Regions from separate parts of the Sus scrofa genome. Here region 2 is linked to region 1. A link is a contact called in public Hi-C data. All regions are on one chromosome and are shown on one strand. Each heading gives the region's core, a stretch centred on a gene start, on an enhancer-like site or on the middle of the called end of the contact. The rest is flanking DNA. Distances are from core to core; before and after follow the strand shown. Region 1 overlaps WWP2 (NEDD4-like E3 ubiquitin-protein ligase WWP2). Region 2 overlaps WWP2 (NEDD4-like E3 ubiquitin-protein ligase WWP2).

Region 1 (7,183 bases), core at 2,553-5,052:
GGAGCGGCCCAAGAAATGGCAAAAAGACAAAAAAAAAAACAAAAAAAAAAACAAAAGGACAAATATTGGAGTTCCCTGGTGGCTTAGTGGATTAAGCATTGTCACTGCTGTGGCTTGGGTCACTGCCCGGGAACTTCCATATACCACCTGCATGGCTAAAAAAGAAAAGGCAAGGATTAAGAAAGGGGCTGATAAACGTGTGTGTGTGTGTGTGTGTGTGTGTGTGTTTTGTCCTTTTAGGGCCGCACCAGCGACATATGGAGGTTCCCAGGCTAGGGGTCGAATCAGAGCTGTAGCTGCCAACCTAGCCAGAGCCACAGCAACGCCAGATCCAAGCTACATCTGCAACCTACACCACAGCTCACAGCAGCGCCAGATCCTTCATCCAGTGAGCAAGGCCAGGGATCAAACCCCCTGCAACCTCATGGTTCCTGATCAGATTCATTTCCGCTACACCATGATGGGAACTCCTGATAAACATTTTTTGTTTCTAGTTCAGTGCAGGTCACGGAAGCCATCAGGAAAGACCTTTGGTGTGTTGATTTGTAGAGTTAAGCAAGATAGGACTGTAAGTCCCCTGAGGCCCAGGTGGTAGCTAATTTCACATCCAAGCTCCTGAATTCCTTGCACATAATCCAGTTTGGTTGGGGGGGAGACTTACATCAGCAAACAATTTTGCTCCAAATGCCAAATGCTGCCTTCTTTTCATGTCTTTAAATGACCTTTTCTGCAGTCCTTACCCTTTGCAAGGATGTTGCTCCAGCTCAGCACTTAGGCGCTGTCTCCTGTTTGGCCTCATTATCTGAAGCGCATGCGTGTTTCCCAAGGCAGGGCTTTCCTTCCGTTGTCTTACGTATTAACTACAAAACACAGTTGGAGGAGCTTGGATTTTATGAGATGCTGACTCCCCCACCCCTCTCCCCTCCACACACATCAAAACAACCTCTGTGAATTTGGGAGGTTTTTTGGGGTGTTTTTTTTTTTTCCCCAGTAACCATCAGACAAATCCGAATTGGGGTGGAGCTGGCAAACACACCCTCCAGATTGAGGGCAAGGTGCCCTAAATCTAGGACGGCCCAGCTTCCCGCACCTTCGAGCAGTTTCATTCCGCCCAGGCTAGGAGGCCCTGGGCTGAAAGGGGGCTGCGTCCCTTCAAGGAACCTACGGTTTCAAGACTTAACCGTCTTTGTTAGAACTGGCTTTGGAGGAGTTGCTTGAGCTGCCACCTTGGAAGGAAACTTTCCCTGGGGGTGGAGGGAGGGCCCTGGAAGGGGGTCCGTTGGCAGTTGAGTTCGGCCAGTGTTTTCTTAAGCCAAGACTGAGCTCCATTCATCCTGCTGCCCGTGTGTGGCTCTGTCGCCCCCAGACGGGGCCAACCAGGCAGCCCAGAGTCTGCATGGAGAACTTGATCCCCCCCATTTAATGATTAACTTTTAGTAAGTGAAATAAAAATGCCTGGGCAAGAAAAGAAGAAAAAAAAAGAAAGAAAGAAAGAAAGAAAGGAAAGCGAGAGAGAAAGCAAGCAGGGAACAATACTTGTTTTATTTAACCTTGAAGAGGCTTCCACGGCCCTGCCCCCTTCCCCTCAGGATGTGAGAACCCTCGGCCCCCGGGCAGCCCTGCCCCGGGGACCTGGCAGCAGCATTGGGCTGCGGGTGGGGGCCCTCATGTAAACAGTGACCCCGAAGGCCTGGAGTCAGGCCTCCCTTCTCTGCCGGCTCCCCTTCTCGCCCCCTCGCCCCCAGCCCCACCTCCCCAGACAGGCACACCGGGAACACTGAGCGACTTCAGGTTGAGGCCGGAGGAGAATAAAGGTGCTTTTGTGAAGGGAAGCAAAACATTCCTGGGGGAGGTGAGGGGCCTGGGCCTGAATGTGCCCTCAGTCTGTCGCACACCCCGGCCTGCCGGCGGCTCCCTCTCCCCGGCACCCAGGCGGGAGGTGGCGGGAGGAGGCCCAGCCCCCGGCCAGGAAGCTCTGGGCGTGGGCAGGGCTTGTGGGAATGATTTCATTGGAAAGGCCTGCGATATTTTTTCCCCTCCCGTGTGTGGTTCTTGGAGAAAGTTGGAGGTGGTGGTGATTTCAGTCGCCTTGGCCGCCTGAGCGGGAGCTGAGCAGAGGCCCTGGGCCCAGCCCGCCGGGCAGCCCCGCTCCGGCCCTCCTGCCCCGCCTGGGCCGGCTCCCTGCCTCGCCAGCCTCGCCAGCCCCGGGCCCACCTTCCCCTGTGCACCTCTCCTCCCCCTCGCTCCACCCTCCAAAGCTCCCCTCCGCGTGCAGGGCCCTTTTTCGGGTTTTTCTTTTTCCGAGAAGACAAGACGTCTGAGAGGAGCTCGTGTCACCTAAGGCCCCCACCCTGTGCTCCACCAAGTGCTCAAATGTGGAAACCAGCCCTTGGCATTTATATTTTGATCACTTGAGTGATTTTTAACCAGCGGCTTTTTATTTTCATTTTTTAAACATCTTGTGTTCTGCTGTGTTTCTTGTGTTTAGTCTTCGAGTGCTTCCACTGACCATGACCCACTGGGCCCCCTCCCTCCTGGCTGGGGTAAGTACCGAGTTCTCCTCCTGTGCCCCCAGCCGTGTCCGCTGATGCTCCACTGCGCTCTGTCCTCTTTCCCTGGGCATCTTCCTTGCTTCCATGCCTCGGTTTCCCGCCTGGGTTCTCTCGGGCACCCCCTCTGGGGACGCCTAGCTGGAGCAGTTGCAGGAGCTGCAGCTGGAAGGAAGGTTGGAAGAGCAGCCGAGTCCCTTGGCGCCCCTGTAGCACTCACCACCTTAGCTGCCGGAGGGTGACCTCACGAAAGGAAGCCCCGAGCAGCCGTGGGGCTCTTGGGTAGTGGTGCTGACTTTCAAGGTGTCGCCTCAAGAATCCATCCGAGTTGATTAAGGCACTCTGACACGGGCTGATGCCCAGATGCATTTGTTTCAGGTCTGTGGCCATGGAAAGCAACCTTACCAAAGCTTTCTTTGCAGCTGAGATGTTGGAGGACTTCAGCCTTATTTTGACTCGCAGGCATATAGACTACGAAAGGGACCAGAGGGAAGCAGATGAGAGAGTTGAGCTCTGGCTGGTGGCAGGTTGAAAGTGCCAGTTAAGAGTGCCGTGCCGGCCTCCCCTGCTCACTGGAGGGTACCAGGTCCTGGGTGTAATTTGCCAGTGATGGGCTAGAGGGACGGCCATCTGTGCCTTGGGAGAGATGGTGGGCCTCGTGGCTGTTCTCGGAAGGAGTGGCCGTGCAAAAAAGGGGTCACAAGAGATGGCGGGACTCAGCACACTGAGTCAGGGTTTTGGTCCATATGTCCAGTGCCTGTCCCTGGAATCAGTTTTACATGCACCAGGCTGTGCCTGGTGTAATTTATTTGTTAGGCCCACAGAGGACAGTGCGTTCGGTGGTCTCCACAGATGGTATTAAATTGGGCTTGGCAGGGGCGGTGTGTGCTCCCCAACCACGATGAAGAAGCAGACAATGAGAGCATGAGCATTGCCCGGAGAAGTGCAGCTTTTGAGCTGGTTCCTCTCACTGCCAACACGACTACTCCCTGCTAGTATTTTATAAGGTTGCATCCATCCCCTTGGACCCGCAGGGTATCACTTGTCAATTCCCATTGCATTCCTGGGCGCTGGCAAGACTGCCTAGTCTTTCTCGTGGAGCGTATCCGTTATGGAAGCCCCGACACAGTTCGTGATTTTTAGCAGATGGATGATCCACCTGGCTCCCTGAATGGATGAAAGGTCATTGTTCACTGTTATCTCAGAGATCGCAGCCAGTCAGAAGTGCGAGGGTCAAAGGTAGGACCTCTGGCTGGGCAGGGGAAGGCGCATCAGATAAAATAAGAATCTGAAAGGCCATCTGGCAGCCAGTAGACACTGTGACCTAGAGCAGGGGACCCAGAGTCGTCCCTGGATCTGTGGAGTCAAGTGATTGATTTCCGTAGCACTTCTCCTAAATGCTGCTCACCAAGTCAGAGCAGCTCTAGGGTCTCGAAAACAGCTCCTAGAAGCCAAGTGTGAAATATGAGACGGGGCTAAGGGCCCTGGTTGGAGTCCGTGCTCTTAGCAAATCATCCAGAAAGCAGACCAGATGATAATGGTATGAAACTGAGAGAAAAAGAACTTCTGGCTGAGGGCCAGGGAACCTTCCTCATCAAATCCTCTGGGCTTTTTGTTGGTTTCCCCAGGGCTGTGGCAGGGCCACCTCCCCTGGGAGAGTTAAGAGTGAACAGAAAAAGCAGCAAAACCAAAGGAGAATTGTGTTTAGCAATTGAGCCTGCTGCTAAGTCTCCTGTGTTCTCCTTTGCTGTCCTGGGTTCCCTTTCTGCTCCCCTAGGGAGACCCTACATTCTCTCCGAGCCCCCACCCAGGGGCCAGGACACCTCAGGTTTAGGTCCGTGTCTCCTCAGCCGCTCTGACCCCGGGCAAGTGACTGAATGCTTCCCAGTCCATTTCTTCCTAAATCAGGTCGAGCTAGATGACACCTGAGGACTTTCCCCACCCCCAAACTACCACCTTGTGTGCAGCGACCAGGGCCATGGAAGGCCCCCACGCAGTGGGCCATGGAAGGCCCCCACGCAGCAACAAGGGCCCCGGGCCGGCTGGACAGATCCCCCAGCTTGGCAGTTGGCCTTGGCTTTGGTCCTTGGCTGAGCACGTGCAGAGGATCTAGTTCAAAGCAGAAGCTCCTGGGCTGGGAGCGGCTCCTCCCTCCCCCAGGACCTCCTCGGGAAGCCTGTCTTCTGTGGGGTGGTCCCCCAGGCTGTCGTGGGGTGGTAGTGGCTCTGGGCCAATACCTTTTCTTTCTTTCCTTTTGTCTGTGTATTTGAAATTTCCATTAAGAAATGGATACCAGGTAAGGCAGAGAGAGACGGGACCCTGGGTTGATACGGGGCACGTGGCAGCTTGATACGTGAGGCGAGGGGGCTGGGCCCCCCAGTTCTGTGTCTTTTTCTGCTTTTGATTTCCCCATAGCTTCTGGAACTGGTTATTTTTATTTCTTCAATTTCTCCCCGTTATCATAAAATAGAGAGGGCCATTAGCTTTGTTTGTCTTCAAGACAGAAACAGGTTGGAGGGCTCAGGAGCTTTGAGCTAGGAAGAGCAGCCACGCGTGCGGTGGTTGTCTTGCCCTGAGTCTTATCTGCCATCCGCCTGGAGCTGGTGGGCTCTCTTTTCAATCCCTTCAAAGGCCAGAATCACCAGCTAGAGTTGAGTCTGCCCCCAGCCCGCCCAGACTTCTCTCCCTCGAACAACCCAGAGCCATCGTGAGTCCATTGGGGCTAGAGGTAGATACTGTCCCGAGGAGATCAGAGCTGTGTCTGAGCTCCCAAACGCTGCCCCGTCTCGAAGCACGCACTTAGGTGTAAGGCCGAGATGGCATTGTGCGTGCCTACAACCCCAGATGTGGATTTGCGCATAAGCAGCATAGAGGTTTTGTTAGGATGTGGGAGCTTTAGGACAAAATTTTGCCTTTAAGCCGGAGGGGACATAGGCCCGGTGGTGCAGAGCGCTGATCGGAGAGGCATGAGGGGAAATGCAGCCACCCCACAGTGACCCTGCCTGTGAGACAGGCACCCGGGTCACTGCATCCAGTGGGCGGAGCGGTTGCAGGACCAGAGAGCAGCAGCGATGGACTGGGGTGGGGACCCGGGTTGAGGGGAGGCTGGGCTGTGCCTCCACTTTGCACACAGCTGGTTGCAATTACGCCTCTGGGTTCAGCTGGGCTGCCCCCCCTCGTGTTGCCACACCACCCCCTTCTCTCCCGCAGACCCACCCACCGAAGACGGTGCTTGATCTTGAGTTGAAAACGTGTCTATCCCTCCTCCCCAGAAAGGAAAGGGCTCCTTGTCCTTTTTGCCAGTGACGGATATGAGAGCCAGGCTCTGGGTGGTTAAACTTCTCTGACAGCTTGGGACCAGGAGCAGGCATTCAGAGCCAGCAGCCGGGAGGCGGGAGCCAGAGGGGAGAGGGATGTGGGCTCAAGATGTCTCAATCTGAGCGTCTTTTCCTTTTTTTTCTTTCTTCTCCTCTGGCAGAGAAGAGACAGGACAATGGACGGGTGTATTACGTGAACCATAACACACGCACTACCCAGTGGGAGGATCCTCGGACCCAGGGGTAAGGACTCACACCAGGAGAGGTCTGAGCTGGGCCCCTGTGCAGCTCTAGCCCTGGCCCAGGAGCCTGCATGCGTCCTCCATGGCCGATGTTCTGGGACCCTTAGCCACACACGGGTGCCCCGAGACCCTCACGATCTGATGTCTGCCCAGTGAGAGCTTGTGAGTGGCACCTTAAATTGACCTTCCTTGTGGACAGAGAGTGGCCTGGTGGGCAGGTGTTGCTGGTCTCTGTACCAGCTGTGCAGGCTGCCGATTGTGTGATTTCAGAAGGGCCGAGAACTTCCCCCTCATCCTAAAACTCTGTTCTTCCCAGCCTCCCAGAAGCTAGTCTGGGAGAGGGGTACTTGGTGTCCTGGCATTGTTGGTAGATGCTCAGACCACGGCCATCCACCCAGGGCTGGTTCTTTGGCTTTGGGACAATAGATGGCCTCTCTCTGCTGCAAAACTGTCCTCAGGGTTCAGGCATTGCCAAGTGCATTTGCTCAAGGCCCACCTTCAAGGGCTCAGCAGGGCCTGGGAAAAGCAGAAATAAAGCAGCCCTGTGGGACCCCAGCCTCCTTAGCCTGGAGGCCCAGCAGGTGAAATTTGCCTTCAACCCCTCTCTTCCCATGTTGCCAGGATGATCCAGGAGCCAGCTCTGCCTCCGGGGTGGGAGATGAAGTACACCAGCGAGGGGGTGCGTTACTTCGTGGACCACAACACCCGAACCACCACCTTTAAGGATCCTCGCCCCGGGTTTGAGTCTGGGTAAGGACCTGGCACAGGTGATACCCCGCTCTGTTAGCTCAGGCCGGGTCCAGCTGTTCTCACTGCCCTCTAGCGGCCAACTTTGATGTCACACTTTTTTTTTGGTCTTTTTAGGTCTACACCAGAGGCATATGGAGGTTCCCAGGCTAGGGGTCTCATTGGAGCTGTAGATGCCAGCCTACACCACAGCCACAGCAGTGCCATATCCGAGCTGCGTCTGCGACCACACTGTAGCTCACGGCAGTGCCAGATCCTTAACCCACTGAGCGAGGCCAGGGATCGAACCTGCATCCTTGCGCATGCTAGTCAGATTTGCTTCTGCTGA
Region 2 (7,183 bases), core at 2,231-4,730, 97 kb before region 1:
TTTAAACCACTGCCACAGCAGGAATTCCTAAGCATTCTTATTTGTATATTTTGGAGGACATAGATGTGCATGTCTGCTGAGTTTGTCTCTTGTCTTGTGGAGGTCCTTTGTGGCACAGTAGGTTAAGGATCTGGCATTGTCACTGCGGCAGCTCAAGACACTGTCATGGTTCGGGTTCGATCCCTGGCCCAGGAACTTCCACATGCTGTGGGTGTGGCCAGAAATATCTGTCTCTCTGTCTGTCTGTCTCTATATCTACTTTGAGGACTTGGTTCATCGGGTGAATGTATGTTTAGCGTTTGTAGAGACTGTCAGCAGTGTTGCAATGGTGAAGCCATTCGCCATCCCCTACACTTTGCTGAGTTCTGATTCTTGTTTGTAGTTGCTGCTGTGATTTTCTCCTTGAGCCCAGAGGGATGGAGGAGGATGTTTTCCATGGCTCCCAGGGAGTGTTGCTTGTGGCAGTGGCTGCAGCTCCTGCTGCTCTGCCTGACACCAGCTTAGCACTGTGAGTGTGTGGCTGGCTTGAGTAGTGAGGCCCATCAGATCTGTATCCGATGGAAAATTTGGATTGTAATAGGGCAGTGGGCTGCTTTTTCTTAGAAAAAGAAAATCTAGGATGAAAATTTATAAATCTAGGATGGCAGTAGCATAACCAATAGAGAAAATATTCTAGCCATTTTTCATAAAGCCTCCTATTTAGAGCACAGCTGTTTCTGGTGATTGCAAATCTGCTGTGTAGAGAAGTGGTTCAGGATGGGAAGACAGTGGACTCAGACTGCGTGGGTCTGAATCCTGATTCCAGCAGCTTTGTACAGCCTCCCATCCCTTAACTTCACTTTGCTTCTGTTTCCTTGTCTGTAAAATGTTGTTTTGAGATTAAATGAACTCACAGTACCTGACACATGGAAGTCCTATGGGGGGAGGAGGAGGAGTAAGGGTAGTTATTATTCTGCATCGTAGGCTACTTTCCTTTGCAAAGAGTGGGCGGGTCAAATCCCAGAGATGGACATCAAAGACAGTTTCCTGATAGGGAACCTCCTTGCCTACATGGGAGGCAGACCTGAGGTTGTTCCAAGAGACAGTTCTAAGACTGAAGAAGTGGGAAGGCTTTGCAGGTGTGGCGCGGGGAGGCCGTTGGCAGCATGGGACACTTCTGCACCGTGGTCTGGGCGCATGCGCTCCCTGGGGAGCTGCCGGGCCGGAAGTGTTTCCAGAGTGATGTCTAAGTAGGAATACGGTTTCGTAGGGTAGTGGGTCCCAGTGGGTGAGGCGACTCCTCTCATCGGGAGCCCCGGTCTTCTGGAAACCACTTTTCCCGGGAAGGACATGACGCGTAGGGGTTGCCCCACCTGGCGTTTTTCTGCTCCACGGAACATAATTCATCCTTTCATTCGCTCCCTTGTTTTCCCCTGGGCGGACTTTAAAGTTCATTGGGAAGCCCAGCTGACGCTTGCTGCCTCCCCCTGGCCGAGGGATGCTGGGGTAGAGGGTTTTACTCAAGCCCAGCACTTGCGTCATGGTCAGCCTCCGCTGACCCTGCGGGGACACTGACCTGGCTGCGCCGGAGCGGAGGACTTGCCCAAAAGTCCTGGTTTGTCTCCTAAGGACAGGTCTCGTCATCTCTGTGTGCAAGCCAGCTTTTGCGGTTGAATATTGATTTAAAAAATTTGTTTTTAATTGCATGAATATCGACTTTTAAAAACCTTTTCGTTAGGGGAATTTTCAAACCTAATCCCTGCCCTCCAGCTTCAGAGTTGTCAACATAGGTTTCAACCGCCCCCGTCCGCTGGACGGTCTCCCTTTCTTTCTGGCTTGCTGGCACGTAGGACCCGGGACCCACTTTTGTCCTGAAGCGCTCCTCTCCCGCAGCCAGCCTCATCAGCACCACAGACCTTGGCACTACCAGTTCGTCCTGCTTCTGAGGAGGGAAATCTAGCTTGAGGTGGATTAAAAACGACAACAGCAACAAAACTCCTTTACTTTAAAATAATTTCAGGAGTTCTGTTGTGGCACAGCGGAAATGAATCCGACTAGGAACCATGAGGTTGTGGGTTCGATCCCTGGCCTTGCTCAGTGGGTTAAGGATCCGACGTTGCCGTGAGCCTGTGGTGTAGGTCACAAACATGGCTCGCAACTGGCATGGCTGTGGCTGTGGCTGTGGCGTCGGCCAGCAGTTTAGCTCCGATTTGACCCCTAGCCTGGGAACTCCCACAAGCCATGGGTGAGGCTCTCAAAAGACAAGAAAAAAATAAAAATAAAAAATTTCAAACTCAGAGACAGGTTACAAGCATAGGACCAAGAATACCCCTCTACCCTTCACCCAACTGTTGATATTTTGGTGCATTGGCCATAACATCGTCTCCATCTGTATATACACATATAATGATTTGCTGAGTCATTTAAAATGACAAATCTTGTACTTCTTTATCCCTAAATAGTTAAGTGTCTGTTTCCTAAGAAGAAGGGTATTTTCTTACTGAAGTACTGTATAATTAACCAAATCAAGAAACCTAACGTTCTGGAGTTCCCATTGTGGCTCAACCAGATCGGCAACATCTCTGCAGTGCCAGGACACAGGTTTGATTCCTGGCTGGGCACAGTGGGGTTAAGGATCCAGCGTTGATGAAGTTGTGGTGTATGTCACAACTGAGGCTCGGATCTGATCCCTGGCCTGGGAACTCACTGTGGCCTGGGGCAGCCAAAAAAGGGGAAGAATTTAAAAAAACAAAAACCAAAAAGCCAGAGTTCACATTGTGGCACAGCAGAAATGAGTCCTACTAGGAACCATGAGGTTGCGGGTTTGATCCGTGGCCTGGCTCAGTGGGTTAAGGATCCGGCGTTGCTGTGAGCTGTGGTGTAGGTCGCAGGTGTAGCTTGGATCTGGCGTTGCTGTGGCTGTGGTGTAGGCTGGCAGCTGTAGCTCTGATTTGACCCTTAGCCTGGGACCCTCCACATGCAGCGGGTGTGGCCCTAAAAAGCAAAAAACAAAAACAAAACCCCCCCAAACTAACAAAAAAACCCCAGTGCACACAGACATGTAAATATCTACTCCTTTGTCTTGTATTAAACATGATGAATTTGTACTGAAACCTCCGGTTCTAATTCAGCCCCGCAGGGTTCTTGCTGATACTCCTGCTTTCCTAAGAGCCCTGCCTCTTCCCATCATCCATCAATTCACTCATTTCCTCAGTTCTGCAGGCACAGGAGGTGGTTTGAGAATCACTGTACCCAAACCACTGCAAGGAATGAAGTACCTTTGAAAAACTCTTTGCTTAAGCTCTTCATTTTCTATGTAGGTCTGTTTTCTTTCCACATGTGTGTCTCCAGACTGAAAAAAAAAAAAAAAAAAAAAAAGCAGAGAAAAAAAAGCAAACAGCTTCCTATTTATTTAAAAATCTTCTAAGCAGAGGGTTGTTACTGCACTTTACGTTCCGAGAACAGATAGGCCAGTCACGAGCCCTCCCTCCCTCCTTCTCTGCGAGGATGGTGTGCTCTGGTGTGTGGGCCGTGTGTGGCTCAAGGAGGCAGGCCTGACACACAGTGCATGCATTGATTTTAAAGTAAACACAGCGCTGTTTTTCCAGTTTTTCCACTGAAAGGTAAATAAAACCACTGATCCTTGGAACGTGAGTCAGGGGGAGACGAGAGAAAATTTTAAAACGTTGCTCCTCACTTGAAAACAGTTTTAAGTTTGAAAAAGTATTCACTGCTTCTTCAGCTGAGGGGGAGGCAGGCAAGAGATGGAAGCGAAAAGGAAGTACGTGACAGTGCTATGGACTGGTAGGGAGCTGTTCTTTAGAACATAGCTGCAAACTCCAGTGCCTTGATGAGGCCTGATGGGAGGAATGGCCAAGCCAGTCCTGCAGAGCCAAGAGGTTACGTTTATGAACCTGGTCAGCCACTAAGACCTAGTTATTTCAGTCTCATGGAAGGCTCACAGAAAGTTTCTGAGAAATTCTCTCTTGCTCCCAAAAGTGAAAATATGTATATATTTTTTTTGTCTTTTTAGAATCACACCCGTGGCATATGGCGATTCCCAGGCTAGGGGTTGAATTGAAGCTGCAGCCCCCAGCCTACACCATAGCCACAACAATGTGGGATTGGAGCTGCATTTGGGACTTATACTACAGCTCACGGCAACGCCGGATCCTTAACCCACTGAGCAAGGCCAGGGATCAAACCCGCAACCTCATGGTTCCTAGTCGGGTTCATAGCCACTGAGCCAAGATGGAAGCTCCCCAAAATTGAAAGTATTATAATTGTTCCTTGGTATCTGTGGGGCCTGCCCCAATACCACAGGCCAAAGATGCTCAAGTCCCTTATGTGAAATAGTGTTATATTTGCATATAACCTATGCACATACCTCGTATCTGTTAAATCATCTCTAAATTACTTATAATACCTCATACAATGTAAGTGCTTTGTGAATTGTTGTTGGAGCACAGTAAATTCAAGGTTGGCTTTTGGGAACTTTCTGAAATTTTTTTTTTTCCCTCATGTGTAAGTTCCCAAGGTAAGGATCAAACATGAACCACAGTGGTGACAGTGCCATATCCCTAACTCCTAGGCCACCAGGGAACTCCCTGGAATTTTCTTTTTTTCTGATTTTTTTGTTTTTGTTTTTGTTTTTTTAGGGCTGCACCATGGCATATGGAGGTTCTCAGGTGAATCGGAGCTGTAGCCACTGGCCTATGTTAGAGCCACAGCAATGCAGGATCTGAGCCTCATCTGTAACCTACACACAGCTCAGGGCAATGCCGGATCCCTAACCCACTGATCAAGGCCAGGGATTGAACCCACAACCTCATGGTTCCTAATCAGACTTGTTTCCACTGCACCATGGTGGAAACTCCTTTTTCTGAATATTTTTGATCCCCATTTGGGTGAATCTGGATGTGGAACCTCTGGATATGGGGGCAATGAGGGGACTATTAATACTTTTTTGTGATTATAAAGGAAGCATAAACCTAAAACTGAAAATGTTATCATTATTTTTTGGATTTTTATTCTTTCGTGCTTGTTGAAAAAAAAGACAAAAACATTGTGACCGCTTAGTATGTGCCAGGTATGAAGTCTTAATATATATGTGTGTGTATATATAGATATATATATATTTTTTCCTTCTCATTTAATCCTCCTCATACCCATGAGGTAGGTGGTACTGCCATCTCCTTTGAGGAGGAAACAGGCAGACATGCTGTAACTTGCCCAAGGTCGCATAGTAGGTGGAGGCAGAGTTGGGATTTGACCCAGGCCTTTTTGTCTCAAGAGCCTTTGCCTGCACTCTCTGCATATATTGCCTTTCAACGAAGGAGGTTAAAAATCATGGGAAATTCTTTTTTTTTTTTTTTTTTTTTTTTGTCTTGTTAGGGAAAGATCACTGGAAATTCTTTTTTTTCCCCCCACAATGCTTGCAAATCTTGTTCTGTTGTTATGAACTCCATTGAGTGTTTGTATTTTTTAAAGAATTTTTTAGAGCAGTTTTAGTCTCACAGCAGAATTGAGAAGATATGTGGAAATTTTTTTATTCAGAGCTAACCCTGTTAATATTTTGGTATATATCCCCTCAGCTTTTGGGGTGTATGTCAATCATATGTATATAATACAGTCATGTATATGTGCGTGTATAGCTTTTTTCCCAAACTAGGAACTCGCTGTATGTATTGCTTTATAAGTTGCTTTTTTTTCCACCCAGTCTTTCCACCACAATGAAACTAGATCCTTTTAATGGCTCCAATAGCATTTTTTGGGTATGAATACACCATAGTTTAACCAGTCTTTTATTGTTGGCTGTTGCTATTCCTTTACTACTATAAGCAAGAGTTTTCGGTAAATTCTTGTAAAGATATCTTTGTTCTCTTGTCTTTTTTTTTTTCTTAGGGTAGTAAATTCCTAGGCATGCATCACTGGGTCAGAAGGCAGGCACGTTTCAGGTTTTGTGATGCCTGTGGCCTGGGTCTGTTGCAAAGACTGAATTCACACTCCCACAGTGTGTGCGCACGTGGCACATGGCCCTGTTTCGTTTAATCTCAGTTGTGCTGGGTGTTGCCAGTCTTTTTAACCTCTGCCAGTCTGTTTGGCTTGGAAAAGTGATTAATCTGTTAACTTGCATCTCTTTTCTATCTCCTTCTCCCTTTTTCTTCTGCTGCTGCTGCTTTTTTTTTTTTTTTTTTTTTTTTTTTTTGCTTTTTAGGGCCGCACCCAAGGCATAAGGAGGTTCCCAGGCTAAGAATTAAATTGGAGCTACAGTGGCCAGCCTACACCACAGCCACAGCCACGCCAGATCCTTAACCCACTGAGCGAGACCAGGGCTGGAACCCACAACCTCATGGTTCCTAGTTGGATTTGTTTCCCGTGCGCTGCGACAGGAACTCCCTCGCCAGTGCTGTGCATGTTCTTCAGCCGCCGCCCTGCGGCTCACTCCAGTGGTCAGTTCTCATCCCCAGCTCCTTGCCTTGAAAACTGGATGCAGAGAATCCATCCTTCCTCCTTGATGCTCTCTTTCCACTTGGTCGTCTGTCTTTCCTTCTGGTCACTCTTTTCCAGTCTCCTTTGCCGGTGTCCTCCTCACCACTCTAGAAACATTGTGATGCCTCGAGATGGCTTAGTCCTACATCCACTTGTTAATTTACACCTCTTCTTGTCATGGCCTCATCAGCCTCCTGGGCTTTAAATTTGGTCTGTTCCCCTGTGACTCACACCTGGGCCTTGCCCTGGGCAACCAGCGGTGGTGTTTGAAGCTGCCCGATTAGCATCCTCGGATGAACACGTTAAAAGCTGAGCTGCCTGCTTTCCCATGGCTTCTTCCATCTCAGGCAGTGGCAATTCGGTGTTGCTCGGGCTAAAAAATCTTGGAGTCCTGGAGTTCCCGTTGTAGCTCAGCGGAAGTGAATCCGACTAGGAACCATGAGGTTTGGGTTCTATCCCTGGCCTCGCTCAGCGGGTTAAGGATCTGGCGTTGCCGTGAGCTGGGTGTAGGTCATAGACACGGCTCGGATCTGGCGTTGCTGTGATTGTGGGGTAGGGCGGCAGCTGTAGCTCTGATTAGACCCCTAGCCTGGGAACCTCCATATGCTGCAGGTGCGGCCCTAAAAAGCAAAAAAGAAAAGAAAAAAAAAAAACCAAAAACCTTTGCCATTACTTTTCCTCCTCTAACCCACATCTGGTCAGTGTGTCCTGC

The links. Hi-C and Micro-C count contacts between places; a contact is called where the count stands out from the background.
Region 2: a contact with region 1 is called in a Hi-C map of fetal liver, with 2.2 times the contacts expected there. The contact joins two enhancer-like sites. A contact is called at or near these places in 12 of 47 Hi-C or Micro-C datasets (brain, embryonic fibroblasts, fetal heart ventricle and 5 more) and 1 of 2 datasets of contacts at active chromatin or transcription factors (skeletal muscle).

The regions. Positions count from the first base shown.
Region 1 is chr6:17,079,535-17,086,717 of Sscrofa11.1, reverse strand. It overlaps WWP2 (NEDD4-like E3 ubiquitin-protein ligase WWP2), which reads left to right. Exons shown (of 24, transcript XM_021093861.1): 11 at 2,489-2,543; 12 at 6,028-6,109; 13 at 6,730-6,858. Among named protein-coding and RNA genes, the nearest start is that of MIR140, 5.5 kb to the right of the region's middle. Within about 2 kb of position 3,802, at least 18 of the 83 cell types and tissues checked have an H3K27ac peak or open chromatin away from gene starts, as enhancers often do. A contact at or near this core is called in fetal liver and liver, where this site is marked.
Region 2 is chr6:17,176,343-17,183,525 of Sscrofa11.1, reverse strand. The region is part of intron 4 of WWP2 (NEDD4-like E3 ubiquitin-protein ligase WWP2); the gene reads left to right. Among named protein-coding and RNA genes, the nearest start is that of WWP2, 48 kb to the left of the region's middle. Within about 2 kb of position 3,480, at least 15 of the 83 cell types and tissues checked have an H3K27ac peak or open chromatin away from gene starts, as enhancers often do. A contact at or near this core is called in fetal liver and liver, where this site is marked.